Linked DNA regions of Pan troglodytes: all the other regions are linked to region 3. A link is a contact called in public HiChIP or PLAC-seq data. All regions are on one chromosome and are shown on one strand. Each heading gives the region's core, a stretch centred on a gene start, on an enhancer-like site or on the middle of the called end of the contact. The rest is flanking DNA. Distances are from core to core; before and after follow the strand shown.

Region 1 (4,541 bases), core at 737-3,236, 110 kb after region 3:
CCTATAATTACAATTTGAACCATCAAAGTAGGTTTTCATAGTTGGCAGAGCTAGTTCTTCTTCATAATTCTGTTTCAGAATTTTCTTTGATATTCTTCCTCAACATTTTAAACATTTTATCAAGTTTCAGTGCAATTGACTTTTGGTTTTTATTTATTTAAAAACTGGGCCATGCCGGGCGCAGTGGCTCACGCCTGTAATCCCAGCACTTCGGGAGACTGAGATGGGTGAATCACTTGAGGTCAGGAGTTTGAGACCAGACTGGCCAATGTGGTGAAACCCCATCTCTACTAAAAATAAAAAAATTTGCTGGGCATGGTGGCATGTGCCTATAATCCCAGCTACTGGGGAGGCTGAAGCAGGAGAATTGTTTGAACCCGGGAGACGGAGGTTGCAGTGAGCCAAGATTGTGCCACTGCACTCCAGCCTGGGCAACAGAGTGAGACTCCATCTCAAACAAACAAAAAACTGGACTGGGCGTAGTGGCGGTTTGGGAGGCTGAGGCTGGAGGATTGCCTGAGGCCAGCAGTTTGAGGTTACAGTGAGGTATGACTGTGCCACTGCACTCCAACCTGGGTAAGACCCTATCTCTGAAAAACAAACAAGCAAACCCCAGAACTCTGGCTGCAAAAGTAGTACATATTTCTTTGAAGGAAAAAAAGGAAAACTTGATAATCCTACCACCCAAAGATGTTTTTAAATCATTTATGTGGTACTCAGTTATGTGCCATGCACTGTCCAAGTGCTTACAAATATTATACTAACTCCCTTTGTGTTTATAACAACTGTCTGAAGTCAGTAGACTCATTTTCCAGTTTTCCAGTTTAGGAAACTGATATTACACCTTTTCTACAGATGGGGAAACTTGCCCAGGGTGCCCAGGCAGTCCGCAGAACCATGCTTTGAATCAGGGCAGTGTGGTTCCAGGGTCCTGTACAGATCAAACACCCTGACTCTGCCATTCCATCAGATACATGATTCATATTTTGGTGTATTTGCCTCCAATCTTGAGGAAAGTGGGTTGTCCCTGTACATACTTTGTGTAATCTTTTAGCTTAACAGGTGTCATGAACACTTCCGTATCATAAATCTTTCCCAGCATGATTTTTATTATCTATTTAATATTTCTCATATTCAATGTAGAACAATGCACTTAACCAATTTCTCATTTTTGTAATAATTTTCTTCCCATTTTCCCCTGTAATAACACTGCTGAGACATATATATTTTTCTTCTTTTTTTTACTGTTCTGAAGATACTCTGGCAGAAATGTATGTTCCTGAGGCTAAATCTTTTCACACATCCACAATCATTTTATCATAAATTCTAGAGCTGGAAACGCTGAGTCTAATGTTATATATATATATATCTGTCACCCAGGCTGGAGTGCAGTGGTGTGATCTCAGCTCACTGCAACCTCCGCCTCCCGGGTTCAAGCCATTCTCCTGCCTCAGTCTCCCAAGTATCTGGGACTACGGGCGCGCGCCACCACAACCGGCTAATTTTTGTAATTTTAGTAGAGGCGGGGTTTCACCATGTTGGCCAGGCTGGTCTCGAACTGCTGACCTCAAGTGAGCCGCCCGCCTCGGCCTCCCAAAGTGCTGGGATTACAGGCGTGAGCCACCGCGCCCGGACTGTTATATATTTTAAAGGCTTCTGATCCATATCGCCAAACAGTCCTCTGGATCGATTTGCATCTGTATCCGCTGCTCCATCTGCAGTATACGGACGTGCTCCACTTCACCCACACTGGGTCATTAAAAGAACAAACAAAAATAAGAACTTGATCGATTTGGGATTTTAAATGGAAATGCACTAAAAATTCCTTAATTCCACCATTCACCGTCTACCATAGAGGAACAGCCCATCTGCACGGAGAGACAGCTACGTAATTCACTGCAGCATTATAATACTGAAAAATAAAAATGAACGAAATGTTCCTTAACCGACGAACGGCCGAATGACCGGCGTCTCCACTCCGCGGAACGTTCTGCGAGCGCTAAGGGGATGGCGGGAGTGCATGATTTGGAGCGGGCGGTGAGAAAAGCAAGCTCCCGCCGCCTCTCCGTTTTGGCAACCCGGCTGACGGTCGTTTCGGCTTCTGGGGCCACCCGTCGGTCTGGGCGAGGGACACAGATCCGGATTCGCATCCTGACTGGCCCACCAACGCTGGCCGAGGTGACCACTCTCCTCGGCATCCGCACCTGCCCTCCAAGGCGTCAGAGAGGCCGGACCCTTGGGTGCTAGGGCTCGTGAGCGCCGGGGCCAAGTTTCCGAGTGCCGCTCTCAGCAGCGCACCAACCGGAAGTGACCGTGTTGTGGCGGAAGGAGGAGCTTTCTGGGAGTAGCCGGTGCTGAGAGAACCGTGGCTGGCAAAGATGATTCAGGCGATTCTGGTTTTCAACAACCATGGGAAGCCACGGCTAGTCCGCTTCTACCAGCGTTTCGTGAGTGCGGCCCGGCTTCACCACGCCCCTTCAGGGCGCCCACTATGTCTTCCCTCCTCTTTGGCCTCTCGGCGCCTGGGGGCACCGCTCCTTGGTCACCTGGGGCTCCTGCACCGAGCATGACCCTCACCCTACTTAAGCATTTAACCTAGGCGCAGGCTGGTGCCAGGCCTTCTGTCTCCCGCCCTACTGCCCCGCTCTCGCTGACCCTTTTCTTGATCCTGGCATTTCTGTGCCATTTTGTGACATTTTCCCGTGAGTCTCTGGGAACGAGATAGAAGCGACAGTGGGGAGTGTGCCTCGATGAGAACTTGAGTGATTGAAGTCACATTCTGTCATCTTTTTGGTTGTTGACCACAGTTTCATGAGGAAGAAATATTAAGTTTCTGAAAGTTTTTGTTATAGCCAGAACTGGAAAAGTTCTTTTTTTTTTTTTGGAATTATTTTGCTTCAGTGTTGGCTGAGACTAGATACCCTTCACTCTTAGGGTTGAAGAAAATCAGTTTAAAAGTGGAAAAATGATGAGAAATTATAAATGCTGCCGCATAAGGGCTCAATAAGTGATTACGTAAATTTGAATTTTCCCAACACGTTCCTTTGCAAACACATAAACATCAGTATTTGCTTCCTGTCTTCGAAGATTATATTTATTCATGGCAGGGTTTCAAAATGTTACATAATTGGGGGACTGGTGGAACTGAAGAGGGGAAAGTGCCAGAAAACGTGTTCAGGCTTCAGCTCCACCTTTTCTACTCTTGCGTCTGTTGACAAGTTAATAAACCCTTTTCAGACTTTTATTGTCTTTTGTCAATTAGAAATGAAAAAATAATTTTACTCCTTCATAAGATTTTTAAAGCTAGATTACATTTTATTAAGTAGATTACATCGAGGTAAAAATATGAGTATTCAGGCCGGGCGCGGTGGCTCACGCCTGTAATCCCAGCACTTTGGGAGGCCGAGGCGGGCGGATCACGAGGTCAGGAGATCAAGACCATCCTGGCTAACACGGTGAAACCCCGTCTCTACTAAAAATACAAAAAATTAGCCAAGCGCGGTGGCGGGCACCTCCAAGTCCCAGCTACTCAGGAGGCTGAGGCAGGAGAATGGCGTGAGCCCGGGAGGCGGAGCTTGCAGTGAGCCAAGATAGCGCCACTGCACTCCAGCCTGGGCGAAAGAGCGAGACTCCATCACAAAAAAAAAAAAAAAAAAAAAAAGTATATATATATATGTATGTATATGAGTATTCAGCGTAACTATTTGTATTTGCATTTGTGTGTATGCAAATTTCCCCCCTAGTTTTTTTCTAACAGGGTTATTGAGATAAAACTAACATGCCATACTGTTTACTTATTTATTTTATGTTATTTACTTATAGAGACGGGGTCTTTCTATGTTGCCCAGGCTGGTCTTGAACTCCTGGGCTCAAGCAATCCACCGGACTCAGCCTCCCAAAGTGCTGGGATTACAGGCATGAGCCACTGTGTCCAGCCCCAGTTTACCTATTTAAAGGGGACAATTCAGTGTTTTTTAGCATGTTCACGGAAGCTGTGTAACCATCACCACAATCAACTTTAGATCATTTTCATCACCCCAAAAAGAAACCTCTGCCCATTAGCAGTCACTCCCTATTTCTCCATGACTCTCCCAGCCCCAGAGAGTTTCTTTCCCTCTAAATTTGCCAGTTCCAGAATGGCAAATGGAATTTGCCTATTCCGTTGCCTATAAATGGAATCATAAATAAGTGGTTTTTTGTGTGTCTGCCATGTTTCATGTAGTATAATGTTTTCAAGATTCATCCATGTTGTAGCATGTATCTGATCTTCTTCATTTCTTTTATTGCTGAATAATATTCCATTATATGGATATGCCATATTTTGATTGTCAATTTATAAGTTGATATTTCTGCTTTTTGGCTCTTCTAATTAATGCTGCTATGAACATTCTTGTGCAAGTTTTTATGTGGACTTATGACTTCATTTCTCTTGGTTATATACCTAGGAGTAGAATTGCTGGATCATATGGTAACTATGGTGAACATTTTGAGAAACTGCAAACTATTTGACAAATTTTCCAAGTGGCTGCACCATTTTACAT
Region 2 (4,421 bases), core at 838-3,337, 89 kb after region 3:
TTGTGCCGATGGGGTGAAGTTGCAGAGCCTAATAAGCAGATGACTCTTCCTGAGAGGATTTAGAGCAGCCCTGTCCAATACAACTTTCTGCAACGAAGAAATGTTCTGTGTCTTGTAGTCGCTAAACACACGTTGCTGTTGAGCACTTAAAAATGTGGCTAGTGAAAGTGAGGAATTGAGTTTTACATTTAATTTAGGTTTAATCAGTTAGAATCTAAATTTAAGTAGCCACATGTGGCTAGTGGCTACCATGGATGGCTATGCAGTTGGAGCCACAGTGAGGGGGAACATGACACAGAAAAGGGAAAGAGGAGGAGGACATGCCAGCCAGGTGGCTGTGAGCAGCTGGAGGGTTTTGAGCAGAGAAGGCCAAAGGACAGTTGTACCCAGAGGGGCTTTCCAGTAGGGCTTTTCTATGTTTTTCCTTCTCAGACATACACCAGGCAGCCAGGTAGGCCAGCTAGGAGTGGGGCTGACTCATCCATTAGGCCTATCATACTTTTAGCGGTCCGCAAAATGTTTTTATTCTTTTGAAATTTAAATTTAATTTCATTAATTTTTTTTAATAGACAGGGTTTCGCTATGTTGCCTAGGCTGGACTCAAACTCCTGGGCTCAAGTGATCCTCCTGCTTCAGCCTCCTGAGTAGCTGGGACTACAGGTGCTCTTTCTTCCTAAAAATATGTTTAGTAATGGATGATTGGATGCAGAAAAAAAATATATATGTTTAGGTTGAAGAAAATACTTTAGACTGGGAGCAGTGGCTCAGGCCTGTAATCCTAGCACTTTGGGAGGCAGAGGCAGGTGGTGACATGAAGTCAGGAGTTTGAGACCAGCCTGGCCAACATGGTGAAACCCCATCTCTACTAAAAATACAAAAATTAGTCGGGTGTGGTGGTGAGTGCCTGTAATCCCAGCTACTCAGGAGGCTGAGGCAGGAGAATCACTAGAACCTGGGAGGCAGAGGTTACAGTGAGCCAAGATTCACCACTGCACTCCAGCCTGGGCAACATAGGAAGACTCTGTCTCAAAAAAAAAAAAAGAAAAGAAAAGAAATAAAATATATAAAATTCATATATTCATCTTTATGCCAGCCCAGTGGTAAGATAATAATTTTTAAAAATAATTTTAATGGAGAAAGGGTCCCTTGAAAACAAAAGTGCCTAGGACCCAAGAAAGTCATTGTGTGTGTGTGTGTGTGTGTGTGTGTGTGTGTGTGTGTGTGTGTAGCAGGGAAGGGAGAGGGTGCTTGCTTCTTCCAACATTGACAGCTCATGCTGGACTCCTAGGCATCTGCCTGGCCACCACCCCCTTTAAATGCCGCCCCCTCTCCCGGGGTACACCTGGCCTCCCTGAATGGGCCCACCTGCCCCGAGGCCTGGCACGAAGAAGCCAAACAAAAGAACAAAGATTCCTCAACAATCCCAGGGTGAGAAGAATCTTCTGTACCAGGCTTGGAAAATGCACCTGTGGACTATGACATACTTGGGCAAAGGGCATTGTGGGGCCAGGGAGGAGTTCAGGAGCTGTGCGGGAAGAAGGAGGGAGGGCAATGCTATGTTGTAGAAAGGGTGAGCTCATTAAACTTTACAATCCCCCTGATACTGACCCCATTTTACAGAGGAAGAAGCATGGGCTCAGAGAGGTTGAGGAGCTTGCCCAAGCTCACAGCTGGGATTCAAACTTAGGCGTCTTTGATCTGACACCCATGCCCCAGCTCCCTCGTCACAGATCCCTGGGATACCTGACTCAGCCACTGTAGGGCCGCGGGCGGGGCATAATGGACAGCTTCTAAGCTGACCACCCAATCCTCCCCAGTGGCTGTTCTCCATTCCTGCTTCCCAGAAACCCATCCTTCCCGGGCTGATCCTACAAAGGATCTTCTATAATAGGATCTTGGGGCCTCAATTTCCCTTTTGTGCGTGTGCTGGGGCAGGGATCTTCCTCTAGGAATGAGGAAGAGAGAGAGACAAGAGAAAAGCATGGCCTTTCTGCCCCACTGTGCTAAGCCCCCAGCCAGGGTCCTCCCGGAAGCCCAACCCCTGCCGCGCGCGGCCTGGCGTGCAGGAATGGAGCTCGGTCCCTTTAAATCCCGCCGAGGAACGCCTGAGGGCCGGGCCGCGCCATTCCCGGATCCGCCGGCTGGGAATCGCGGGTCCCCGCGCGTCCTGCAGCACTTCCCGCGCCGCGCCCCCAGCCCAGGGCGCCGGCTCTGTGCGGGGGTGCCCGGGCGGTCGGGAGAATGAGCCGCATCTACCACGACGGCGCGCTCCGGAACAAGGCGGTGCAGAGCGTCCGGCTGCCGGGGGCCTGGGACCCCGCCGCCCACCAGGGGTAGGCCTGGGCGCACGGCCTCGGGTCGGCCTCGCCTGCCCCGGCTCGAACCCCGCAACAGGATCGGGGTGGGGGGTGGGATGCGGGTGGGGGAAAACTGGGGTTGCCAAAGCCGCCTCTCCGCCTTCAGTCCGCCCCTCCAGTCCGCCGCTCCCGGCGCCCCTGCCGCCGCGCCCGCCCAGCGACCCCATGATACAGATCGGCTTAAATCTCCCCGCCTGTCCGCCTGCCCTCGAGAGAGGGTCCCGACCCCCAGACAGGTCTCCGAAGGCTGTGCTTCGCCTCACGCCGACCTCCGGCCCCACCCCACCCGCGTAACTACGAACTCCAGCTACTTGCCGCGCTGCTTTTGCAAAGACTCATGCCCTGCCCCAGAAGGGACAGTGGCCGTGCTGTGGCGGGAACAGCGGGCGGGCTGGTCCAGAGCAGGGCCTGCCTGGGTGAGGAGGATTTGGAGGGCCAGGCCCTGTCGTCACAGGGTTATGAGGCCGAACGGACCATTCCATTTACAACTGCACTGAAGAATTGTGCTAAGTGAAATAAGCCAGACACAGAAAGACAAATACTGTGTGATCTCGTATATGGAACCTATAAAAGCGTTGAACCATAGAAACAGCAGAACAGACCAGGCGCTGTGGTTCACGCCTGTAATCCCAGCACTTTGGGAGGCCGAGGCGGGTGGATCACTTGAGGTTAGGAGTTTGAGACCAGCCTAATGGTGAAACCCTGTCTCTACTAAAAATACAAAAATTAGTCGGGCGTGGTGGCAGGTACCTGTAATCCCAGCTATTTGGGAGGCTGAGGCATGAGAATCGCTTGAACCCGGGAGGTGGAGGTTGCAGTGAGCCGAGATTGTGCCACTGCACTCCAGCCTGGGCGATGGAGCAAGACTGTGTCAAAAGAAAAGAAACAGTAGAACAGGGAACAGTGATTGCCAGGGGATAGTGGATGGGGATGGGGTAATGATCAAAGGTACAAACTTTCAGTTATAGAATAAACAATTTCTGGGGACCTAATGTACAGCATGGGGTCTGGTGGGTGTGTTCATTAATCTGTGGTAATCATTACATAGTGTGTACTTAAATCATCACGTTGTGCACCTTGAATATATACAGTCTTTTGTCAGTTAAATATTTAGAAAAATAATTGCGGGGGGTGGGGAAGAATTGGATAGAGACCAGCTAGGTAAAGTTTTCACTTCCCACTCTCATCCCTATTCCACTGTCATCTTCAGTTGTCCCCACGCTTCTCCATTTCTGTGGATGCAAAAAAGGAAGCCTCCACGTTCTGCTTTTATGAAAACCAGAGTCGAGAAGCCAGGGTTCCACTTCCCCTCAGTGAAGGACCGTGTGATCTTGGACTAGTCTCAGACTTCTAAGTTTTGGTTTCTTCACCTCTCAGTAGTAACCATTTCCTTGGGTTAATGACCACCTGGATATGAATGAGGAAAGGAATATGAGAGTGTTTAAAAACAGGTGGAAAGGGAAAATAGTTTATTGCAGCTTAGATACCTACGCTCACATTTGGCCCAATAAAAAAGTAAAATCTTTTGTATTTAGTAATCACTTAATAGCTTACAAAACACCTTCACACACATGATCTTGTGTCAACATCAGAGGAGGAGAGTGAGGCAGCTGTTTTCCTCCCCATTTTGTAGATAAGACTGAGGCTCTGGTTCCAGTTACTCCCAGTGGCCTTGTAGGAGGGGGCCATAGCTTGATCTTAGGGCAGGCTGACAAGGTTCCTCCTGGCATCTGGGCAATGCGCCAGCCTTTGGGACCCTTTGGAGATCCCTATGTAGGAAGCACGGGGAAAGGAGCTGCTCAGTACCCAGCCTGCTCAGGGCTGGGTAAATAGGAGACACGGGTGAGATTTGCTGAGGACTGACAAAACTGGCTATCCTTTCTTTCCCTTTCATCTCCAGGGGAAATGGTGTCCTGCTGGAGGGAGAACTGATCGATGTATCTCGGCACAGCATCTTGGACGCTCATGGCAGGAAGGTGAGGATGCTTCCTCGGTGCTAGCTAGAGGGCACTGACTTCGCGGTCATCATCCACTGTGGCATCTCCTTGTGCTGGGTCCTTCCAG
Region 3 (5,128 bases), core at 1,663-4,162:
AAAATCTCTGGTGGTCCCATTAGTCTCCCTTCCTCCAACTCAAAAACCATTCCAGACCTTGTCTGTCTCCTTGTCTCTAGACAGTGAGCCTAAAATAAGTCTCCTTGGTAGGAAATGCCTGGTTGGAATGCAAATGACCCAAGCCCTGAAAAAATGGCCCGCTGACCACACACCGTGGGCTGAGGACTCACCCAGGTATCAGCTCTGAGAAGACAAGCAAGTGAGCCTGGGTCCCACTTCAACTCACTGCAGCCCCCTCCACCAAGACACAGGCAACCAGGCCAGGCTGGAGGAAGAAAATGTGACCCAAACATCCAATTCCCCCTACCCAAAAGAAAGCAGCTCTATCCCCACGGCCCTCATGCAGGAAAGCCAGCTCCAGAAGGTCACTGGGGCACCAGGTGGGCACCTCTCTGGAGCTACAGATGACCGATCAGAGGTTCTGCTCCGAGACTGGCAGGTACCCAGCACAGTTACCCTGGCCTGAGGGTCAGCTGATAAAACCACTGAGAAAGTATAGAAAATAACATTCTCTTTAAAACAAATGAGAAAGGAATGGCCACTCTAGGTTTTCAGAAGTCAAAACCAGATAGCCCCATCGGCTTTGATCACATTAGGAATACACTGTCTCTTATCTAACGAGTTAAGAACGGTTTTCTTCTTCCCTTCTCCCACGTGGCCCCATTGGTTCTCTAGGCCCCCTGGTGAAGATGCAATAGGGACACAGACCCCCAGCCCTCTACCTGGCAGAAATGAACTTTGACTGGTTTTACTTACACGTGTACAAATGCAGGACTGAGAGGGCAGCTTCAAAGCTGGCTGAGTGACCCCCAAGAGCACAAAGTCCTTCTCCGCACACCTGTGGGGGAGTTTTGTGAATTTCCCAGATGCCCACAGGGACTAGTTATGTACGCTGCAGGTCGATACCGGCCGGGAGTTTCCATTTTGCACAGCAAGAAAGGTGCTCAGGGTGCCCTTTGCAGGTGGGCACTCGGCCTGCAGCTCAAGGGTGGGCCATGACGTTGGTCCCTCACTGGATTGCCCGGCAGGCCTCCCTCAGACCCAGTAGGACGAGTACCTCGAAGAGTCCTTGTGATCCCAGCACTTTGGGAGGCCGGGGCGGGCGGATCACGAGGTCAGGAGTTTGAGACCAGCCTGGCCAATATGGTGAAACCCCGTCTCTCCTAAAAATAATTAAAAATTAAACGGGCGTGGTGGCGTGCGCCTGTAGTCCCAGCTATTGGGGAGGTTGAGGCAGAAGAATCGCTTGAACCCGGGAGACGGAGGCTACAGTGAGCCGAGATCGCGCCACTGCACTCCAGCCTGGGCGACAGAGCAAGACTCCATATCAAAAAAAAAGAAAAAAGAAAAGGCACCCCGGATACTGCTACGCCTTGCCCTAACCGTCTCGCAAATCCTAGAGATACATGAATGACCCTTTCAGGTTGGTTAAAATCCACACAAGCACCTCCCTGGCCTCTTAAATCTTTCCAAACTACAGCTTAGACTGGAGGGAAGCAGTTGCAGCGCCCATAAAAGTCATCTTAAAAGGCAAGTTGGAAAAAAACCCGATACGCACTAGTTAGCAAGTCCGCGGTGAAGGGGGCGGTGGCCCAAGGGCCGGATCTGCGGGATCTGTGCGCCTAGGGTGGGGAGGCTGGGGCTGCCCCGTCGGTCCCCGAGCCCGCGCGCCCACCTGGTAGCCTGAGGGCCCCGATCTGACGCTGGTGATCACGCCCCACAGCTCCATCCAATTAGGAAAATGACCGCGAGAAGACGGAGAGAGGGCGACGAGGAGGAAGGGGGGCTGAGCCGCGGGAGGCTCAAAACGGGCCGTAGGGACCCCGCCCGCCACCCCCACCCCCACGCCCCCAGCCAGCGAGCGCCGGTCCTGGGTCCCCGGCCCGCGGCGCCCCGACGCTGTCCCGGCGGAGATCCCGCGGCGCCCAGCGTGCGGCGGCCAGTGGCCCTCGGGGACGCCCCCAGCCCCGCCAGCGGCGCGCTCAGCTCTCCCCCACCCCCGGCCGGCTGGGACGCGCAACAACCCCACCCGCTCCGAGAATAAAGTTTGTGGGCAGCCGTAGGGGCGGGGCGGCGAGGGGGTGAAACTTTGAGTCCCGGGCCGGGTGTGGGGGGAGCGCACCCAGCACCGGGACACCCACGTGCGGGCCCGAGAGCCTCCGCCACCGTCGCCTCCCGGGCCTCCCGCGCCGCCGCCGCCGCCGCCGCGACGCTTTCCTTTCATTTTTGCCTCTCTCTCTCTCTCATTCGCGCGCTCTCCTCCCTCTCGCCCTCTTTCGCTCGCTCCCTCCCTCTCCCTTCCCCCTCCCCCTCCTCTCCCTCCCCCCCCCCACCCCAGACGCCATCTCTCCCTCTTTCCCCGGCTCTCCCTCTCTCCCTCCAGCTCTCCGGCATGAGGGAATGTGGAAGTGAAAGGAAAAGACGACATGTTTGCAGCGCGGCGCGGGCCTGCGCGCGGCCGTCCCCAGGGAGAGGCGGGGGGCGGGTCGGCCGCGGCCGCAGCGACCCACCCCCGCGCCCCCCGCGCCCCCGCCGGCCGGCAGCGCGGGGCTGCGGGGCTGGGGCTGGGGCGGGGGCGGGGGGCCGCGCGGGACACTCACCCTGGGTCCGGGCGCGGCTCCTGCGCTGGGGCCCTCGGCGGGCCGGGCCGGGCCGGGCCGGGGGCTCCTGGCTGCCCACCGCCCGGGCTGCTGCTGTGCGCCCGCCGCCCGCCTCCACGCGCGCCCGCCGCCTGCTCCTGCCGCCCTCCCTCCGGCTCCTCTCTTTCTCTCTCTCCCCCCTCCTCTCGCTCGCTCTCTCGCTCGCGCTCTCTCCCTCCCTGGAAGAAGGGAATGAGGCAGGGCTGACGTGAAGGGATGCAAAACAGCTCCTCCTAAGCCAGCTCGCAGAGGAAGAGAGAGACAGAAAAGCAGCCCTTTTATCTCTCTTTTGTTTTCTCACTTCCTTCCACCCCCAACACCCCCCTCTTGTCAGCCCAAGTTTTCTTTTCTCTTTCTACCGCAGAGGATTTTTCTTCCTTTCTTTCTCTTTCTTTCGGTTCAACTCTCCCACTCGAATTGAAAGCCTGAAGGGTTTTCTTTCTCCTGTTTTTTTCTTCCCTCTTTTCTTCCTTCTTCCTCCTTTCTTATTTCTCTAAAAGGGTTTTGTTTGCTGTGGGAGTTTCGTTTGAAAATCAAGTCACGCCTTTTTTCCTTCTTTTCTTTCTTTCTCTCTCTTTTTTTTTTTCTCCTCTCAGCAGAAAAGGGGAACAAAGATTAACTGAAGCGGGGGAGAGGCAGACCTCGCTTGGAAATGGGGGGCCCGGCCCTGTCCGGTACAAAGGGGGCCCGGGGGCCCTGCGCCCCGCCCCCCTCAAGGGAAGCCAGGGGCGTCCTCTGGAGAGGAGAGCCGGTGGGGGTGTGGGGCACGGGTGCGGCTCCTGGGTGCCGGTTCCTTCCCAAGTGCGAGCGAGGGCCGCCGAGCCCGCCCCTCCCCAGCCAGAGGTGGCAAGCTGGGTGTGTGTGCTTCACTTATGTATTTTTAAAGTAGGCAGATGGGCCTGGAACAAACATCCCCGCAGCGCACTGAACAGCAAAAGCCTTTAAACAGCTGTTAGCAGAGCCCTGGACGGCCTGACTCGAGGGAGCGGCGCGGGCTCCGAGCGCCAGGGCCCGGGTGGAGAAGGGGCTCAGGGCAGCTGCTGGGATCGGCGGGCTGGCGGGGTCCCCGAGCCCAGGGCCTGGGCCTCGGCCCCCGGGCGGACTGCTGGGGGGCGCCGAGGCGTGGTCGCTGGCAGCGCGGCCGTCAGGTCCCTCTCGGCTCCCTGAGGGGCCGCGGGGTTTGGCACAGCCTCGCCGCCCTCCAGCTCCGGCGCAGGCCGGACACCAGGCCTCCAACCTCCAGAACACCCGCCACTCCGAGCCGTTTCTCGACTCCAACGCAGGGCGGGTCCGGAGCCCTCGGACAGAGCCGGGCAGTGCCGCCAGGAAGGGTCAATTATTCATGGGGCGCCCGGGCGTGCTCCCAAGACCTGCTCTGTCCTCGGGTTCTCCGGAGGAGTGGGGAGAAGACGGGGGAAAGTTCCCGGAGCAAAGTTGGTCACATTTCTCATTTTCCCAAGTAAGTATTGAGCACCTGCTGGATGCCGGGCCCTCGGACTGGGGCTGCAGCCAGGGGGAGAAACGTGAGGTCTCGGTGGGCCCCGAGAGCAAACGCAGGGAACAATACAAGGGAAGCTGCGGCTCAGGACCAGGTCACCGGGAGGAAGGAAAGCCTGGATCCTCTCCCCTCCCTCTTCCCTTCCTTCCCTTCCCTTCCTTCCTCCCGGCTGCATCTCCTTGGCTCCACCCCTTCTCCTCATCAATTCCTCCCACACTTCCCTGCTCTCCCTGGCTTTTCACTGAAGGGTCCCTTCTCCCAGGGAGGAGCAGATGCTGAGCCCCATTGTCTCTCCCCCAGTGACTGCAGCCTCCGGGGGACAGGACCTGCCACTCCTCACCCCTCCCCCCAGCCCTGAGCCCTGGGCCTTTAGAAACGAGAGCCCCAAGGCCACGGCCCCTCGCCCCACCCTAAACCAGCTCCTGGTGCTCTGAGCTATGACTCCAGTCACTCAGAACACATTTGTCTCTGACTAGGAGTGGGAAAACAGTAGCCTGAGAGTTTGGTTCAACAAGAAGGACACCATGGTTTTTTAACATCAGCACCCTGAGCCCCCAATGACCCCAGAGCCTTTGCCCAGGTCCTGCAGGAAGCCACATTTCCGTCATCACTTGCACCCTCCCACTTAGTACACCCAAGCTGTATCCTCCAAAAAAGCAGAATGCAGCTCTTAGAGCCAAGCATTCATTTAACAAATGCTTACTGAGTATCTACCCTGTGCCAGCTAAGGTGCTGGCTGCTAAGGACCGAATCATCAGCAAGACGCAGTCCTTGCTTTGGCCTTTGGCTTTGCAGGCGAAGGAGCAAGAAAAGAAGACAGGCAACCTCAGTGCCATGCGATACAGGCAAGAGTGAACCAAGAAAGCTCCTAAGAGGGTGCTTGGACTAAGGTGGTCAGGTGTGGCTTCCTGGAGGAGGTCGTGTCTAGATTAGGCTGTGCTAGCCAAATGCATGGGAGAGAACAGTCTGT

The links. HiChIP or PLAC-seq counts read pairs in DNA pulled down with a chosen protein or histone mark.
Region 1: an H3K4me3 HiChIP or PLAC-seq map of stem cell-derived excitatory neurons shows a contact between it and region 3, with 4 times the contacts expected there. The contact joins the promoter of AP3S2 here to the promoter of ZNF710 in region 3. A contact is called at or near these places in 1 of 7 Hi-C or Micro-C datasets (stem cell-derived neural progenitor cells) and 1 of 1 datasets of contacts at active chromatin or transcription factors (stem cell-derived excitatory neurons).
Region 2: an H3K4me3 HiChIP or PLAC-seq map of stem cell-derived excitatory neurons shows a contact between it and region 3, with 4 times the contacts expected there. The contact joins the promoter of ARPIN here to the promoter of ZNF710 in region 3. A contact is called at or near these places in 1 of 7 Hi-C or Micro-C datasets (stem cell-derived neural progenitor cells) and 1 of 1 datasets of contacts at active chromatin or transcription factors (stem cell-derived excitatory neurons).

Annotation. Positions count from the first base shown.
Region 1 is chr16:81,684,689-81,689,229 of NHGRI_mPanTro3-v2.0_pri, reverse strand. AP3S2 (adaptor related protein complex 3 subunit sigma 2) reads left to right here and starts at 1,986. Exons shown (of 6, transcript NM_001242425.2): 1 at 1,986-2,447. The coding sequence starts at 2,379.
Region 2 is chr16:81,703,538-81,707,958 of NHGRI_mPanTro3-v2.0_pri, reverse strand. It overlaps ARPIN (actin related protein 2/3 complex inhibitor), which reads left to right and starts at 2,087. Exons shown (of 6, transcript NM_001242426.1): 1 at 2,087-2,333; 2 at 4,258-4,333. The coding sequence starts at 2,242.
Region 3 is chr16:81,792,359-81,797,486 of NHGRI_mPanTro3-v2.0_pri, reverse strand. ZNF710 (zinc finger protein 710) reads right to left here and starts at 2,912. Exons shown (of 5, transcript XM_024349367.3): 1 at 2,622-2,912.